Regions from separate parts of the Mus musculus genome. Here region 1 is linked to region 2. The links are chromatin contacts, called in public promoter capture Hi-C maps. All regions are on one chromosome and are shown on one strand. The core of a region is the stretch at or near the end of the contact, and the rest is flanking DNA. Distances in the headings are between cores, read along the strand shown. Region 1 holds the start of 1110036E04Rik (RIKEN cDNA 1110036E04 gene). Region 2 holds the start of 2300009A05Rik (RIKEN cDNA 2300009A05 gene).

The links. Promoter capture Hi-C pulls out the DNA fragments that hold promoters and counts their contacts.
Region 1: a promoter capture Hi-C map of erythroid cells shows a contact between it and region 2, with 37 times the contacts expected there. The contact joins the promoter of 1110036E04Rik here to the promoter of 2300009A05Rik in region 2. A contact is called at or near these places in 1 of 39 promoter capture datasets (erythroid cells), 1 of 484 Hi-C or Micro-C datasets (embryonic stem cells) and 1 of 115 datasets of contacts at active chromatin or transcription factors (extraembryonic endoderm stem cells).

The regions. Positions count from the first base shown.
Region 1 is chr9:64,048,479-64,051,178 of GRCm38.p6, reverse strand. 1110036E04Rik (RIKEN cDNA 1110036E04 gene) reads right to left here and starts at 1,350. Exons shown (of 3, transcript NR_040713.1): 1 at 1,284-1,350.
Region 2 is chr9:63,397,993-63,400,692 of GRCm38.p6, reverse strand. It overlaps 2300009A05Rik (RIKEN cDNA 2300009A05 gene), which reads left to right and starts at 1,449. Exons shown (of 2, transcript NM_027090.1): 1 at 1,449-1,817. The coding sequence starts at 1,472. It overlaps Gm16759 (a long non-coding RNA gene), which reads right to left and starts at 1,376. Exons shown (of 5, transcript XR_003948339.1): 1 at 1,241-1,376.

The DNA.
Region 1 (2,700 bases), core at 101-2,600, 650 kb before region 2:
GTTTCATGTGTGTACCACCATGATGATGTCTGCTTCTACATGTATTCTGAGGATCAAATTCAGTTTCAAGGTACAGGCAAGACAAACACTACTAACTGAGCCACCTCCCCAGCCTCCATAACAACTTCTAAACAGCCCCTACTTCCAAGTACAGCCCAGTTCTGAAGTACTAGATGCCAGCCAGTCAGTCAACATGAACTTGGTGATGCCACAATTTTGCTTATAACAAAATCCAACGGCTATCAGTGCTCATCCCTGGGCTGAGGGGATAGACTTGGAACTTCCAGGAAGCTGGAAGCATTCCAAGAAGATTTCCTGGAAGGGAAACTTCAAATCTTGGTCAAAAGGGAATCAGAAGGAAAGACTGGAAATTCCAGGCAAATGAAACAGCAAGAACACAAGCCTGGAAACAGGACGCGTTTCAGGAAAGATAAGCTGGTGACTGTCTGGATGAGTCACGGGCAGAGTCTCCCAGAAGGTAACGTTGTGAAATGCCTTGGATGTTGGAGAGGCTCGGGGCTTGATTCTGCTTCAATAAGGACCCATTGAGAACATCTGAGCTCAAGAAAGAGGAGGGTTGTACTTTGGGCCAGAATCAGGGAAATCGCTGTGTGGAGCAGGCTTGCCATTTAGAGCATGCGACAGAGAAGCCCCTGGCTTGCTGATTACACACGGCTGGAGTCGCCACCAAGTTTTTGATTCAAAGTGCCTTGATAGCCCCTGAGCGTATTTTGGATTTTGTTTTTTGCTTTTTTTTTCCCTTCGCCCAACTTCTCAGGGCTGCTACTCTTGATGGCCCGTGAGATTTAGGAAGCACCGGAATTTTACTAGGCAGAGAGAGCAGAGTCCCGGCAGGCAGAGGTGTGGCTGCTCCTCTCCCCTCCTGACTAGGCAATCACCCTGGAGGACAGCAAGGCCAAGGCCTCAGGGGAGGTGGCGCCAGTTCTGGAGAGTCATCTTGTGTCTGGTTGCCATGGCATCCGGCACTGCATAGGAGGGCCAATCCGGCTCCCCCGCCGGAAATAGGGTGATCACCTGGCCTCCGCGCTTTCCACAGCGCCGCGGGGTTTTCTGTTTGTTTGGTTTGGTTTGGAAGCAAACACCAAATAGTTAAACTTCCCGGAGCTTGTATCCGGCAGAACAATTCTACGGAAGATACTTTCCTTTTCAAGCTGGGGGCCGTTGAGTCTAAGCTCGTCTTGGCTCCGCTTGGTTTGGCCCTTTTACTCCGGCCACGCCCACTCCAGTCCAAGCTGGCCTTCTCTGCCTTTGGCTGTGCTCACCTGCTACCTCGTGAAGAGCAAGGTCCCTGGAGTCCTGCTGCCCTTCCTGCTGGTCATGGGGAAGATCCTCAACTCCTTTGTAGTCATACCCTCACCTGAAGTTTGGGAGTAAGACACCACCTCCTCGGGTTGCTAGGAGGAGTAACTGAGGGTGAACTTGGAAATCCCCCGGATACTACAAAACAGTACAACGGGCACGTGAAGCTGCATTAACAGCTCTCATTATTTTTACCTTTGCTCTTTTGTAGTGGCTTAGTCACCGGCCTCACACGCTTTATTGATTTTTACCCACACTGGGTATGGTGGAGAACTGTGAGTTCAAGGCCAGCGTTGGCTGTGTAGTTTGAAGCCAGACTGCACTCCCTTAAGACTCAGCTTTGGGGGCGGAGCACTGGTGGCGCACGCCTTTAATCCCAGCACTTGGGAGGCAGAGTTTGAGGCCAACATGGTCTACAGAGTGAGTTCCAGGACAGCCAGGGCTACACAGAGAAAAAACAAAACAAAACAACAAACAAACAAAAAAAGACTCAGCCTTGGAAAGACATAAAACAAACAAAAAAATTCCATTACAGCTTAATTCAGAATAAAAAGAGAGAGACTATAATCCAATTTAAGAGAAATACAGTATACAGTGTCTGCTTAGCTTCAACCAGGCCCTCAAACCTTGCGTCCTGGCTTTCTAGGCCAGGATTTCTGCCTCCTACCCGTATCATCTCCTACCTAAGCACTCACAGGAAGTGAGAGATCAGGCAGAACACAAGCTGGCTCCTGCAGTAAACGGCTTCAAAAACTCCTTCTCTCTCATAAAATCCAGATGCATGCTTTCATGCTCAGGACTTTTACGCCCGACCTACACTGCCGCTTCCTGTTTAGTGTCTGCCACCAAGACTAAGGTGTCCCCTGGAATTTCTTAACCATTCCATGCTCTTTATATATGTCAGTCTCTCTGCTTGGGATCCTCTAAGCTCCATTTTTCTTTTTGTTGTTGTTTTGTTTTTTTTTTTCTTCCTCACTTTAAGAGAGATACCATCAAGACTGTAGTGTCCCACTGGGATTTCAATGTGAGTGTGTGTGTGTGTGTGTGTGTGTGTGTGTGTGTGTAAGCACTTAAACACTCAGTATGTAAGCTGTGAAGGCTCCGAGGAAGGCTATGGAGGCAACCAATGGGGCCTTTCTGCAGAGAAACTCTGTGAAGCATTACTTCCTTGGCTGCCCAGGTTCCTGTTCACACTGCGTCTACTCTGCCTCTTTTCTCCCCGGGTCACATCTCTTACTGAGCTCCCCAGGAAGAGCGGCTCTTCCCAGGGACTTCGTGGCCCATCCAAGCTAGCCAGGCCCGGCTCTACTTAGCTTCTGGGATCGGATTAGATCAGGAGTGTTCAGATGATGTGGCAGAAGACCTTGCCGGGGACTTTGA
Region 2 (2,700 bases), core at 200-2,699:
TATAATTTTCTTTATATGTTAGAATTCTGTGACAGATTTTGTCTGAAAAAGGGCTCCATTGCTTTTAAAACTTTACTTTGAAAATGACAGTTCTGCTGCAGCTCCCTACCTCCCTTCAATAGTCCTCCTAGCTATTCTGCATATCAAATATATCATGACTTCACCTAATCTTTCTTTAAAAATCGATATCTAATAGAGAATCTTATAAAGTTCAAACTATTTGCATGACTGCAAAACCCCCCTAAATATTTAACATATTTGTGGAATGAACTCAATGTTGACTAACCCAAAACTGGTGACTATAAAAACAAAAATGTTGCTGGAGAGATGGCTCAGTGGTTAAGAGCATTGGCTGCCCTTCCAGAGGACCTGAGTTCAATTCCCAGCTACCACATGGTGACTCACAACCATCTGTAATGGGATCTGATTTCCTCTTCTGGTGTGCATGAAAATGGAGCACTTGTATACACAAAATAAACAAATCTTCTTTAAACATCACACTATTCTACATCCTTCTTGAATTTTCAGCAAATAATTGTTATATAGTTCCAACACAGAGAATTACTTCATTTGCATATGGTACTTTCCAGAAACCTCATCCTATTTACTCATTCTCCCCACAAAAATTGAGGACATATAAGAGTAATGATACTTTAGACATGAGGTTGTATGCTAGCAGAAAGTCTGAGAAATGCTTCCCTTACACTTTCATGGGTAACTGAGATTGTTAAAGGTTGGTGACTGCCAATTCCGGTCCTAGTATTTACTGTGTTCTCAGGAGGGAAGTTTTTCTGAGCTTTAGGGCACTAAATGAGAAAACATAGGACTGCTTTTCGGGTTTTGGGGGTGGTGGTGCGGGGACAGGGAGGCAGTTGAGACTTGCTCTTCTATGTAGCCCAGGCTGGCCTCCACCTCCCCATCCTCACATCTCAGCCTTTTCAGGGCTGTGATTCCAGGCAAGCGCCACATCTGGCTTGGGACCCTATCTTGCACTATCTAGGTAGGATTCAGTCTGGACAGTGAACACGACTGTGAGGACATCTGCACATACGTGCAGTCTGAGGTCACCAAGCGTCCAGCCCGGGCAAAGGCCAGGCCTTGGTGTCAGCTCACTTTCCTGTGCACACCTCAAGCACCTCAGCATCCCTGAGGATTTCCCTGGAGCCCAGCGCCTGACAGCCAGACCGGGTTTGTCGCTGTGGAGGATTGTTTTAACATTGTCTCCCTGCTCCGAGGTTACCTGAGGCCAGAGGTGACAATTTTCCTGATCTGCGCAGTCGCTCCGCCCTCCCGTCCCGTCCTGTGCGCACGCGCCGCACCTCAAGGCGCTCTCACCCGCGCGCTGCCCGCTGGGTGTCCCCCGCCCTGGCCTAGGGTGGTGAGGGGAACACGCATGCGCACACTCGCCTGACCCCGCCCCCAGAGGCCCGGCCCCAGGGGCCCAGGGCCGGCTCCCCGGCGTGCCCCGGCCATGGAGGCCCTGCGGAGGGCCCACGAGGCTACGCTGCGGCTGCTGCTGTGCCGGCCCTGGGCCTCGGGCGCCGCCTCCCGCCCGAAGCCCCGCGCCTCGGAGGTGCTGACGCAGCACCTGCTGCAGCGGCGGCTGCCGCACTGGACTTCCTTCTGCGTGCCCTACAGTGCGGTCCACAACGACCAGTTCGGCCTGTCGCACTTCAATTGGCCGGTGCTGGGCGCCAACTACCACGTCCTGCGCACCGGCTGCTTCCCCTTCATCAAGTACCACTGCTCCAAGGCGCCCTGGCAGGACCTGGCCCCGCAGGACCGCTTCTTCACCGCGCTCAAGGTCATCAACCTGGGTGAGTGGCGGCGCCCTCGTCTGACCCAGGCACTCCTCCATCCCAGGGCGGCCGCTGGCCCACAAGCACGCTGCTCGCTCTCCAGGGCCGGCCCTTCGCATCCCCGGTGGGCTGCTTGCAGCACCCCTGAGGTCGTGCCCTGCCACTGTCCACCCGGGAGAACCCTGCCCAGGGCAGCGAGGAGTGAGTCCCGACAGTGGCTCCGAAGTTGCTTAGCAAGAGTCATTCCCGCGCTCATCACCAAGAGCCTTTGGAGGACAAAAAACTGGACGGACTTTTAAAGTTTCTTTGTCTTTCTGTGAAATCTCAGCAATTGTGTTTTGCTAAAAGCAGTAGGTTCTCTCCAGACATCATATTTTCTCAGGTGCTAGACTTAAAAGATGCTGTCTTTTAAGATCCTTTAGTATCTATATTCCTGAAGATAATCTAATTCTGACGGTCCTCCTGCTAGATGTGTGTGTTCTGTGGTCTAATGGCAGAAGAGTCAATATCACGGATTGTAGATGTGACAGCATTTTATAGATTAGGGAAAAATTCAAGTCCTCAAGATGTTTCGGACCTATTAATAGCTGCTAAAAAAAATATTAACTTAGATGTCAGTCACTCAAACTCTATACAAGGAAGCAGAACCAGTATAATCCAAATAGTTTTTTTTTAAATATTGCTGTCTAGGGATTTATTAACTTTTTTATTAGATTATTTTCTTTATTTACATTTCAAATGTTATCCCCTTTCCTAGTTTCCCCTCCGAAAATCCCCTATCCCCTTCACCCTCCCCCTCCAAATAGTTTTTTTTTTTTTTTCAATCCAAAATTAACACTAAACTCTGTGTAGCCGTACTAGTGTTACATATAGTCTGGTAGTTCATTCAATTTAATAAAGC